Linked DNA regions of Muntiacus reevesi: region 1 is linked to region 2. The links are chromatin contacts, called in public Hi-C maps. All regions are on one chromosome and are shown on one strand. The core of a region is the stretch at or near the end of the contact, and the rest is flanking DNA. Distances in the headings are between cores, read along the strand shown.

The links. A called contact is a pair of places that touch in the nucleus more often than the background predicts.
Region 1: a contact with region 2 is called in a Hi-C map of muscle, with 5 times the contacts expected there. The contact joins the promoter of CEP20 here to the promoter of NDE1 in region 2. A contact is called at or near these places in 2 of 3 Hi-C or Micro-C datasets (blood and muscle).

Annotation. Positions count from the first base shown.
Region 1 is chr2:193,133,270-193,138,443 of mMunRee1.1, reverse strand. It overlaps CEP20 (centrosomal protein 20), which reads left to right and starts at 3,550. Exons shown (of 4, transcript XM_065924402.1): 1 at 3,550-3,637. The coding sequence starts at 3,610.
Region 2 is chr2:192,944,378-192,950,043 of mMunRee1.1, reverse strand. It overlaps NDE1 (nudE neurodevelopment protein 1), which reads right to left and starts at 2,210. Exons shown (of 9, transcript XM_065924393.1): 1 at 2,094-2,210. MARF1 (meiosis regulator and mRNA stability factor 1) reads left to right here and starts at 3,496. Exons shown (of 27, transcript XM_065924389.1): 1 at 3,496-3,578.

The sequences.
Region 1 (5,174 bases), core at 2,301-4,800, 190 kb before region 2:
CCGCTGGACCATCGAAAAAGCAAGAGAGTTCCAGAAAAACATCTATTTCTGCTTTGACTATGCCAAAGCCTTTGACTATGTGTATTACAACAAACTGTGGAAAATTCTTAAAGAGACGGGAATACCAGACCACCTGACCTGTCTCTTGAAAAATCTTTATGCAGGTCAGGAAGCAACAGCTAGAACCGGACATGGAATTAGGGAAAGGAGTTCCAATTAGGGAAAGGAATATGTCAAGGTTGTATATTGTCACCCTGTTTATTTAACTAACATGCAGAGTACATCATGAGAAACGCTGGGTTGGAGGTAGCACAAGCTGGAGTCAAGATTGCCGGGAGAAATATCAATAACCTCAGATATGCAGATGACACCACCCTTATGGCAGAAAGAAAGAACTAAAGAGCCTCTCGATGAAATTGAAAGAGGTGAGTAAAAAAGGTGGCTTAAAACTCAACATTCAGAAAACTAAGATCATGGAATCTGGTCCCATCACTTCATGGCAAATAGATGGGGATACAGTGGAAACAGTGACAGACTATTTTTCTGGGCTCCAAAATCACTGCAGATGGTGACTGCAGCCATGAAATTAAAAGATGCTTACTCCTTTGGAAGGAAAGTTATGACCAAGTTAGAGAGCATATTAAAAAGCAGAGACATTACTTTGTCAACAAAGATCCGTCTAGTCAAAGCTATGGTTTTTCCAGTAGTCATGTATGGATGCAAGAGTTGGACTATAAAGAAAGCTGAGCACCGAAGAATTGATGCTTTTAAACTGTGGTGCTGGAGAAGACTCTTGAGAGTCCCTTGGACTGCAAGGAACTCCAGCCAGTCCATCCTGAAGGAAATCAGTACTGAATGTTCATTGGAAGGACTGATGCTGAATCTGAAACTCCAATACATTGGTCACCTGATGCAAAGAACTGACTCATTGGAAAAAAAACTCCCAATGCTGGGAAAGATTGAAGGTGGGAGGAGAAGGGGATGACAGAGGATGGATGAGATGGTTAGATGGCATCACTGACTCAGTGGACATGAGTTTGGGTAAACTCCGGGAGTTGTTGATGGACAGCATGGTCTGGCATGCTCCCTGGAGTCCATGGGGTTGCAAAGAGTCAGACACGACTGAGCAACTGAACTGAACCGATTCCCCTTTCTGATGATATTGTTATTTCTTGCAATTTTTTAAAAGTCAATTAGGTATAACTGTAAGATAGACTCTTAGAATTGAAGGGTCAAAGGATGTGAAAGGTTGATTATGTATTGCGAAAAAGACTTCTGAGAAGGTGGGGCCAGTTTACTTGCCTGCAAGCTAGGTATGGCAATACTTGTTTCCCCACATCCTCACCAACACAGTGTATTACCCAATATCCTCACAGTTTTAAATGAAATTTTACTTTCAATAATTGCTCTATGGGTATCTCTCTCATAGGGCTGTTGGTGAGAACTTAAAGCTCTTAAAGAAGTGCCTGCCACAGAGTGGCAATGCATGTTAACAGTTATTATATGATTACTACTATTAATCACTATCATTTGCCTCTCTCTCTTGAGTTCTTCATCAGTATATTCACAAATATGTTTCTCTGAAGAGCTCAAACATTCTACCTATGGAGTTGGTTAATCTTTATAAATCTCTTCAGGTGCTCACTAGGATTTCAGGCACTGTGGGTGTTACAGAACAGGGAAGTGTGACCCAATAGGACCTTCCTAAGGTTACAGAACAGATCCATGTCCCACGAAGTAAAAATGAATTCAGTATGGAACAGGATTCCTCTAGGTTACAATAACTGTCAAGCTTTTCCTGACTGCCACCCACTTCAAGAAACAACAGCAGGAACCAGAACACAAAATAGACCTGAAACAAAAGTTTCGAAAACAATACGTCTGTCTTCTATTCATCCCATTCCATTTCATTGAAAATATGTTCATTAGGTTATACTAATAGATTTCAAAATCAATTGTTGGGTTAAGACTAGTGATTAAGGGGCACTCTTCTGGGTCATAAATGTTGATCTTCCCGGATATATAACTGGAATCATAGAACCTCACACTCAGTTTTGGGTACATTATTTCCATCTTCCTTCCTTCCTCTCTCTCTCTCTTTCTTGTCCTTCCTCTCTTCCTTTCTCTCTCTCTCTTTCTCTTCCTTTCTCTTTTTCTCTTCCTTCCTCTCTCTCTTTCTCGTCCTTCCTCTCTTTCTTTCTCTCTCGCTTTTTCTCTTTCTCTCTCGCTTTCTCTTCCTCTCTCTCTTTTTCTCTTTCTTCCTATCTTTCTCTCTCTCTTTCTTTTTCTCTCTCTCCTCTCTCTCTCTTCCTCTTCCTTTCTCTTTCTCTTTCTCTTCCTTTCTCTCTCTTCTCTCTTTCTTCCTCTCTTTCTCTTTCTTTCTCTCTCTCTCTCCTTCTCTCTTTCTTTCTCTCTCTCCTTCTCTCTTCCTTCCTCTCTCTCTCTCTCTTCCTTCCTCTCTCTTTCTCTTCCTTCCTCCCTCTCCCTCTCTCTCTCTCTCTCTTTCATTTCCTTGGAATGCTAGAGCTTATTTGTCATCAATCATCTTCACAACTAGTTCTTGGAAACCTTATGTGCACTGTCCAGTATTAAGCGCCAGTGGGGAGAACAGACGTTGAAGAGCAAGAGGCCTCTCCACCATTTGCTGGTGATCTTAGTTATGCCTCTTCAGTCTTTAAACAGTTTCCTGACAGCTCAGTAGGTAAAGAATCTGCCTGCAATGCAGGAGACCCTGGTTTGATTCCTGGGTCGGGAAGATCTGCTGGTGAAGGGATAGGCTACCCACTCCAGTATTCTTGGGCTTCCCTGGTGGCTCAGATGGTAAAGAATCTGCCTGCAATGCAGGAGAGCTGGGTTCGATCCCTGGGTTGGGAAGATCCCCTGGAGAAGGCAGAGGCTATCCACTCTAGTATTCTGGCCTGAAGAATTACATGGACTGTATAGTCAATGGGGTAACAGAGAGTCTGACACGACTGGCCGACTCACTTCACTCCTTTGTGAAGTGGAGTAATCATAAGAGATATCAATGTTAACGCACAAAAAGCTTCAAAGAGTGTCAGGAGCATTGTAAGTCCTTAATATAGTGGTTCTCAAGGTATGATCCCCAAGACGGGCAGCATCAGTATCATCTAGGAGCCTGTCAGAAATGCAGTTCTCGGATCTCACTCCAGATTTATCCAATCAGAAACTTCAGGGATGGGGTCCAGCAATCCATTTTAAGAAAATTTCTAGGTGATTCCCACGCATGCTAAAGTTTAATACATGGTAACTATTAACAACTAGTGCTTGAGGCTGCAGAGACGAGCAGAGGGCAGATACGAAGGGTTTAGTAGCCTATTAAGCCCTAAGGTGCAGCGACATAGTAACGGTTCCTACCGGCCTCAACTCCAACTTCCCCTTCCTACTCCCTCAGCGCCCGCCTAGAGCTCCCGCCTCGCTGATTGGTGGGGTCTCTCTGGATCTTCACCGCCGATCCAACCTCGGAGAGCATAAATGGAGAGAGGCGGAACTAGGCACGGCTAGAGCGGCGCCCCTATTGGCTATAGACCACGGCGGGGACGGAAGTGCGCGTGCGCACAGGCGGGGCGCGCCCCCGGCGGCCGTTGAAAAATGGCGACTGTCGCCGAGTTGAAGGCCGGTGAGTGCGACTGGGAGGTCTACCTGGTGAAATGTGTCGGCCTTCAGTCTGTGAAAAGGATGAGGCGAAAGGAGGACCCGCGGAACACTAAAGTCAGCCTGTTCCAGGGTCGTTCTGCGGCGTCAGGGCCTGCGGAGCATCCGGCGGGTGTGGCGGCTGCACCTCGGGGCTCTAGGGGGTAGGGATGTGGTTGCATGGGGTCTGTTTTTAAACCGACTTTAAACTGGAGGAGGAGCCCCGGGATCCGCGGGTACCTGAGAGGTCTGAAGTGCTGCACCTTGCGGCTCAGGCTCATCTTTCTGGATCCTGCCGGGGGCGAGGCCTTGGACCTGGCCTTTTCCTCCGGACTGCTGATTGCTATACCGAAACAACCACTGTTGGTGTTCGGCCCCAACGTAAACCGTTTCCTTGGCTATCTCCCTGAATCCGTACAACCAGCCGCGAGGTGGGTCACCATTTTCCATGGGGAAAAACTGTAGGTAGAAAGGTGTCTGGCCTGACCATATTCTCCTGTGTTTTTAAGAAAATTTCCACAAAGAGTCGAGTCTTTTAAGCTGAGAACATTTGTATACCGTTAGTTTTGACGCAGATGTCCAGACAAGTAATAGTAATTATGGTTATTAGTCAGGCACTACCCAACCCCTGTGTTACCTAATTGATTTCGTATAACAACTTTATGCCTATTTCAGAGATTAGAAAATTGAGGCGCTGAGAGGTGAAACAGCTCACCCTAAGTAATTTAGCTAGAAAAAGGCAGAGAGTAAGAACTTGGGAGATGCTGCACAGGGTCTGCAGGTTTTCGTTACTGAGTGATACTCAGTATCTGCTAGTAAGACCAGTTCCAGTTTTCGGGAAATTTAGGCTCTAAATCAATGATTCCTAGAGATTTGTTGGAGAAAATGATTTGAGAGTACGATTCAGTTACTATTGATATAAATGTATATTTGTGGCCTCAGGCTGTTGAACAGTCATTAAAAAGGCATACCTTTAGGATTTCCCTGGTGCAGTGACACCACCCCCCTACCCCCCGCCATACACACACTGTGCAGCCGGCACAGGTTCTCTCCCTGGTCAGGGAACTAAGATCACACAGTGGGGCCAAAAAAAAGAGGCACACCTCTATCCACAAGCACACACTCGACATGAGTTGGTGTACCCTCTCCCCAGGAAACACACATCACCTGTAATGTTGCATGCTACTTCTGAGGATTTACAACTAGTAAAGAACCTGCTGCCAATTCAGGAAAGAGATTCAGGTTTGATCCTTGGGTCAGGAAGATCCCCTGGAGGAGGGCATGGCAACCCACTCCAGTGTTCTTGCCTGGAAAATGCCATGGAGAAAGGAGCCTGTAGGCTATGGTTCACAGAGGTGCAGAGAGTCCAATATGACTGAAGTGACTTAGCACACAGCACACTGTGTTTCCTATTGTTTATTATTTTACAATTTTGGTAAAAGATTGTTTAGTCCATGGGGTAGCAAAGAGCCCCACATGACTGAGCGACTTTCACTTTCACCACTTTCACTCCGAGGATATAA
Region 2 (5,666 bases), core at 961-3,460:
TTCAGATGCTAATTAGTGCTGTGACTAAAGCAAGGTCATGTAATAGAAAGGGGCTGGGAGAGGTCCCTTCAGATAGAATGTCAGGGAAGGCCACTATACCAGGTTACAATGGAGCTGAGACCCAGATGATGAGAACCACAGGTAAGAACTTTTATTGTCTTCATTTTAAAGATGAGAAAGCAAAAGTGTAGGAAGTTTAAATGCATTGTCCAAGGTCTCAACAATAACAAATAGTCAATAACAAATCAGGCTGTAAGGCTGGGTATGTTTGACTCCTAACCAGTGTTCTTTGTCACGATACTGGAGGCAGAGAGATCTTGGCTACTTTGAGGCCTCCAACTAGACATGGAATCCCTCCTGTATCCCTGTCATGGTTAAGAATGGCCTTGAATTCCTCTTTGTTGTTAAGTCACTCAGTCATTTCCACCTCTTTAGCGACCCCATGGGCTGTAGCCCACCAAGCTCCTCTGTCCATAGGATTCTCCAGGCAAGAATACTGGAGATATATATAGCTCCAGTATATATAGGTTGCCTTTTCCTCCTCCAAGGGGTCTTTCAGACCCAGGGATGGATCCTGTGTCTTGGGGTCTCCTGCATTGCAGGCAGATTCTTTTACCTCTGAGACACCAGGAAAACCCTAATTCTTCTTTGACTCCTTGCTAGTTCCTGAAAGCAGCTCAGAGACACAAAAGGGATCTACCACCTACATCAACAGCGTTAAGAAAGGTATCAAAATGTGTTTTAGGAAACATCCATCCTGACCCCAGATGCTAATAAATGATTTGCATCCTCTTGTCACTTTTGCTCTGTCCTTTCCAGAACCTCACCATTCTGTGAGGTTTCTGGGAGAGAATAATCACCACCACGCCCACCCCCTCCCCAACTATTTAACATAAACTGAAACACACGTTGATGAACTTATCAGTACTGACTAAATGACATTATCATTTAAACTACTTGGTTTTCAATTTTCTTCATTTTTCCATTAAATAAAAGGAAAAAGACATTGAAGTGATTATCATTAAACTTCTCTCAGGAATATGTTTAGGTAAATGGGTTTGTTATTGGGTAAAACCTTGAAAAAAATGAAAGGGAAATTTTGATATACTTAAAAACTTTGTTCTCTTTGTTCAGTTTGTTTTCCTTGGAGCGTTCAGACATTACTGAGCAGAAAGCTGGGTTTCTCTTGCTTAAATCCTTCCATCATAATTTATCATTTCAAAACACTAACCATAACATAGAAGTAGCTGGAGGAGAAACGCCTTTTGTGGCAGCTAGATTAATTTAGGAGCTGGATTGAATGTAACAGCCATTGAAATTGCACAAAAGTAAATCTTAATCTTGGTTTCATAAACATGAAGATTATAATATGGACAGGGCAGGTAACTGAGAGGTACTCTTACTTTCTATTCAAAGAGTTTGCCCATCAAAGAAATAGATTCACAGAGGCTGTGCTTGAGAAAACATTTTTTTTTTTTCTTTTTTTTCTTTTTTTTTTTTCCAATGAGTCAGTTCTTCGCATCAGGTGGCCAAAGTATTGGAGCAAAACATATCTTAAGAAAAATGTTAAAAAAAAAAAACAAACCCTTTCACAAGCATCAAATTACATGTTAATGCATAATTGTGTTTCCAAGGGTGAGTGTAGTTTAGGCTAGTTTTCTATAGGAAATAATAAAGAGTTATGTCTTTAAAAACTATTTGTAATTCAAACTTTTCATTAGCCTTCCATTTAGTATGATTGGTTTGTTTTTATTTACTGAATTTTATTTACCTGTTAACACCAGGCACAGCTCTGGCAATGTCAGACATGTGTCTGCTCTTTATTTTATGGCTAAACCTTTTTTTTAAAGCAATTAAAAATTTCACAATTATTTGGCTTCCTTTTATATTTTTAGTTAATACTATCTGTATTCAGAGATACTCACTAGAAAGAATAGAAAGGAAGGAAAAAAATACCTCTTTGAGAAGCGAATTTTTTGGTACTCTGAAAAAAACGCTAGAAACAGGGTTGCTTTTCATCAGTCCTAATTCCCACTTGGAGAATGCTCCCCACACACAGATACAATGAAGATTTACTCAGCAGTAATAAATACCTGAGCAGGCAGATGATGTGTGAACTTGTCATCGGCCCTCTGGAAAATGGACTACCAGTACAAAGGTTTCTTCAGCCACGTGTTTGATCTTGCCCTCCACAATGCCTGTCTACAAAAAAAAAAAAGTCTACAAGGATGTATTAGCTTCCCCTGAAATCTCCCCTATTTAACGTGGATTGCCTAATGAGGTTGCCTCACATTACATACTTCAGGGAGAAAAAAGTTCTCTTTTGGCCATTTTTAACCTACTGATCCTTTTGCAAGGTTAACCTGTTTCTTAGCAAACTTCAGACATAAACTTTTACGCTGCAGTCGACTACTGCATCCTAAACTATGTCTAGATTTAAATATGTGCTTTGTTTTTCTCCTAATTTGCAACAGGAAATAGTGAACAGCTGACAGTTTCAGAAATGTATGTTTTGCCTACGTAAAAGAAAAAAAATTTTTTTATAATTTCAAATAAAAGTAAAGAATGTGCAGCCAAAAAACCCAAAACACCGCCGCCCCCCCCCCAAAAAACCCCCCCAAACACGGCAAATCTAGCCACTAAAACATAGACTGTTCCTGGCTTCACAAGGCTTTTGCAGTTATAAAAGTATTCATTTGTAACGAGCTTTGGACCAGAACTTTAAAAGAATCTTTTTTTTTTTTTTACTTAAGTCACGAGGACCTCTTAGTTGTTGGTGACACAATCCAGCCTAGTCTTCGTACAGGCTTTATTTTTGCCAGCCGGATCACAACTTCCCGAGGAGCCCTGCCGGCCCGAAGGACCTCGCGGGAAGCCCAGCTGGCAGTTATTTTTATTTTTTTCCGCTCACCACTAGGTTGCACTAGATGAAGGACGCTATAACAAACAGGCGTCATTTAGTTTAGTTTTTCTTTTTTTTAATAGGACCATCACGTGACAAGAGCGAGTAAGAGAAAAAATGCCAAACGATCGGGTTTTTCTTCGAAATCCCTCTTAAATCGCCTTCCCTCAAAAGACCGAAAGAGCTGAATGGTATCAAATCCCGGTTCGCAGGTTTTTTCCCCGGGTTCCGCCTCACAAGCACGCTAATTCTCTTCTTTGGGGTTCCGTTCCACGCCACAACGATAAGCCAGGATCAAAGCCTCCATAAACTGGGGGTTTTCGCCAAAAAAGCCGAGGTAGCCCCCCGGGAAGGTCCCTATTTAGAGGTTTATCGGGAGGGGACTGAGCCTGACGAGGCTGCAGGGCCGCGAGGCCCCGCCCCCCCCGGGGTTCCCAGCACGCCCCGCGCGGCGAGGACGCGGCAGCGGGGGAGGGGCGGAGGAAGGGGCGGAGCCATGGGGAAAGAAGGGCGTCGGTTTTGCGACAGGGGCGGTGCGGTGCGGAAGCGGAAGTGGAGGGTGCGCTTGGCGGCGGCGGCGGGAGCTGCGGAGTCGGGAATCAAAACAAAGGGCCTGGGGGGGCGGGGGGAAGGCGGCGGGGCCGGAATGTGAGCGGAGGTGGGGCCGGCGGCTGAGGTGAGTTTGCTGGCCACGCTGGGAACTTGTCCCCGACGCGCTTCATGCTCTGGGCACCAGGCTGGAACGGGGGAGTGTGTCCCCTCCTTCTCCTGCTTATTGCCAGCGGGGGTGGGGGAGGTTGGCTAGACTGAGGAGAAGCCATGGGACCCACCCGTCCGGCCCCCGCCGGAGGTTCGGGTTGCCTCCCTTTCTGGTCAGTTCACGGCTGTCATTGCAGCGTTGCTGCTACCCTTTGGGGGTGTTTGGCTCCCTGACTACACTTGTCTCATTTCTCTCTTGAGGGCCCTTCAGGTGTGGAGAGCCACCTTTCTAGAGGAGTGTGCACTGTTGGAAGTTTAAGAGAGGAAGAGAAGGGGTAGTGTTTTTGCATCCACCTCTAACGTTTTGCACCCCCCTCGGTTTATCAACACTCCCTAGAGTGCAGCCTTTGGCTTGACCTAGAGCACTGAGTTGTCTTAGGGTTGAATCAGTTCCACAGATTGTATTGTGGCACTGTGACAGACTTTTTAGTTTCCGTGGCACCTTTCTGATACTACTTAGAGCTTTCCAGTTACATCTTTTGCACTTTCCAACATCTGAGTATAAATATTCTGTTTTGCATACAAGGAAGTTGAGACCTAAAGTATCGTCCTAGACCTTTATTAAACTCTTCATTTAAGAATTACTGATGTGTGCCAGACAGTGCCCTAGGTGCAGGAAATACAATAATGAATAAAAAACAAGAACAACTCATGATCCATAAGTAAATACTATCCTGGAGTTTATATGTAAGTGAGGGAGACATAATAAAAGCAAGCAAATGAGATAATTTTAGAAAGACGAGCTGTGAAAAGCAACAGAAAAACTCAGGCATGGGATGGGGTAGTACTGGGTGTTGAGGACTAGATCAGGTGTGAAGAGAAGGCCATTGCTAAGTTTTCTGCTTCATTGGTGTCATTTAATCCTATGAAGATGCTGCTGTTATTAGGCCTATTTTACACCTGGGATCTGAGATTCAGAGAACTTGTGCGTTGTCCAGATCTGCACAGATGGGAAGCAACAGAATTGGGGATTAATATGAGGACAGTCTGACGTCAGAGTCTGCTCTCAAGCACTATATGAATTGCTTGAAGACTAAGAGATAGTGGCAGGAGTGAGACTCTCACTCAAATGACGAAACAGAAGTTGCTTTGACCACCAAGTCGCTGTGACTAAATTACTTATCATTCCCAGGAGCATTTAGGAAAATTTCTGGGTGCACATTTGTACTAATATATTTTACTTTCTTTTGCTTGTACTGGACGATACCAAAGGTACCTTGGTTGTGTGGGAAGAAGTGGATAAGCCTGGTTCTGTCCCTTTTCTATTAATAATTGTGTGATCTTGGGCAAATTCCAAAACTTCATTAAACCTCTCTCTGTTGTTCAGACAGTAAGTTGTGTCTGACTCTTTTGTGACCCCATGGACTGTAGCCAGGCTTCTCTCTCCATGGTATTTCCCAGGCAATAACACGGCAGTGGGTTGCCGTTTGCTTCTTTAGGGGATCTTCCTGACCCAGGTATCGAACCAGTGTCTCCTGCATTGGCATGCAGATTCTTTACCGCTGAGCCACCAGGGAAACAAGCCTCTTTTTCCTCATTAAAAAGGTGGCCGATTTCTCCCTTGGCTTTCACACACATTTACTGTGGGGAAAAAAGATGACATAAATGGATTGCATTTTCTGGTTGTTTCCATCACTGTATCCCTTGTGCTAAGCACAAGCCTACTACTTAGCAGATACTAAGTAAATGTTTGCTGAATGAGGAAATAAATGATCTTAAAGAAAAATGCTTTAGTTAGCTTCCTCTCAGAATTCGCCTTGAAGAAGCATGAGAGAGCATGTCGATGTTGTGTGTATCCCGAATATCCCAAATTCTTAGGCTCTAGAGAGGAGATTGTTGGGGTATATGAGGTCTGTATTTGATAGAAAGGACAAGTACCATAGTTTATCACCATTGTTGCAGTAACTTCATCTCTGTCTCCAGATTAGCTCTGGGTTTTGTAGATGAATATCTGCTTTATTCATTCCCTCATTCAACAAATATTTACTTAGTATATACTATGTAG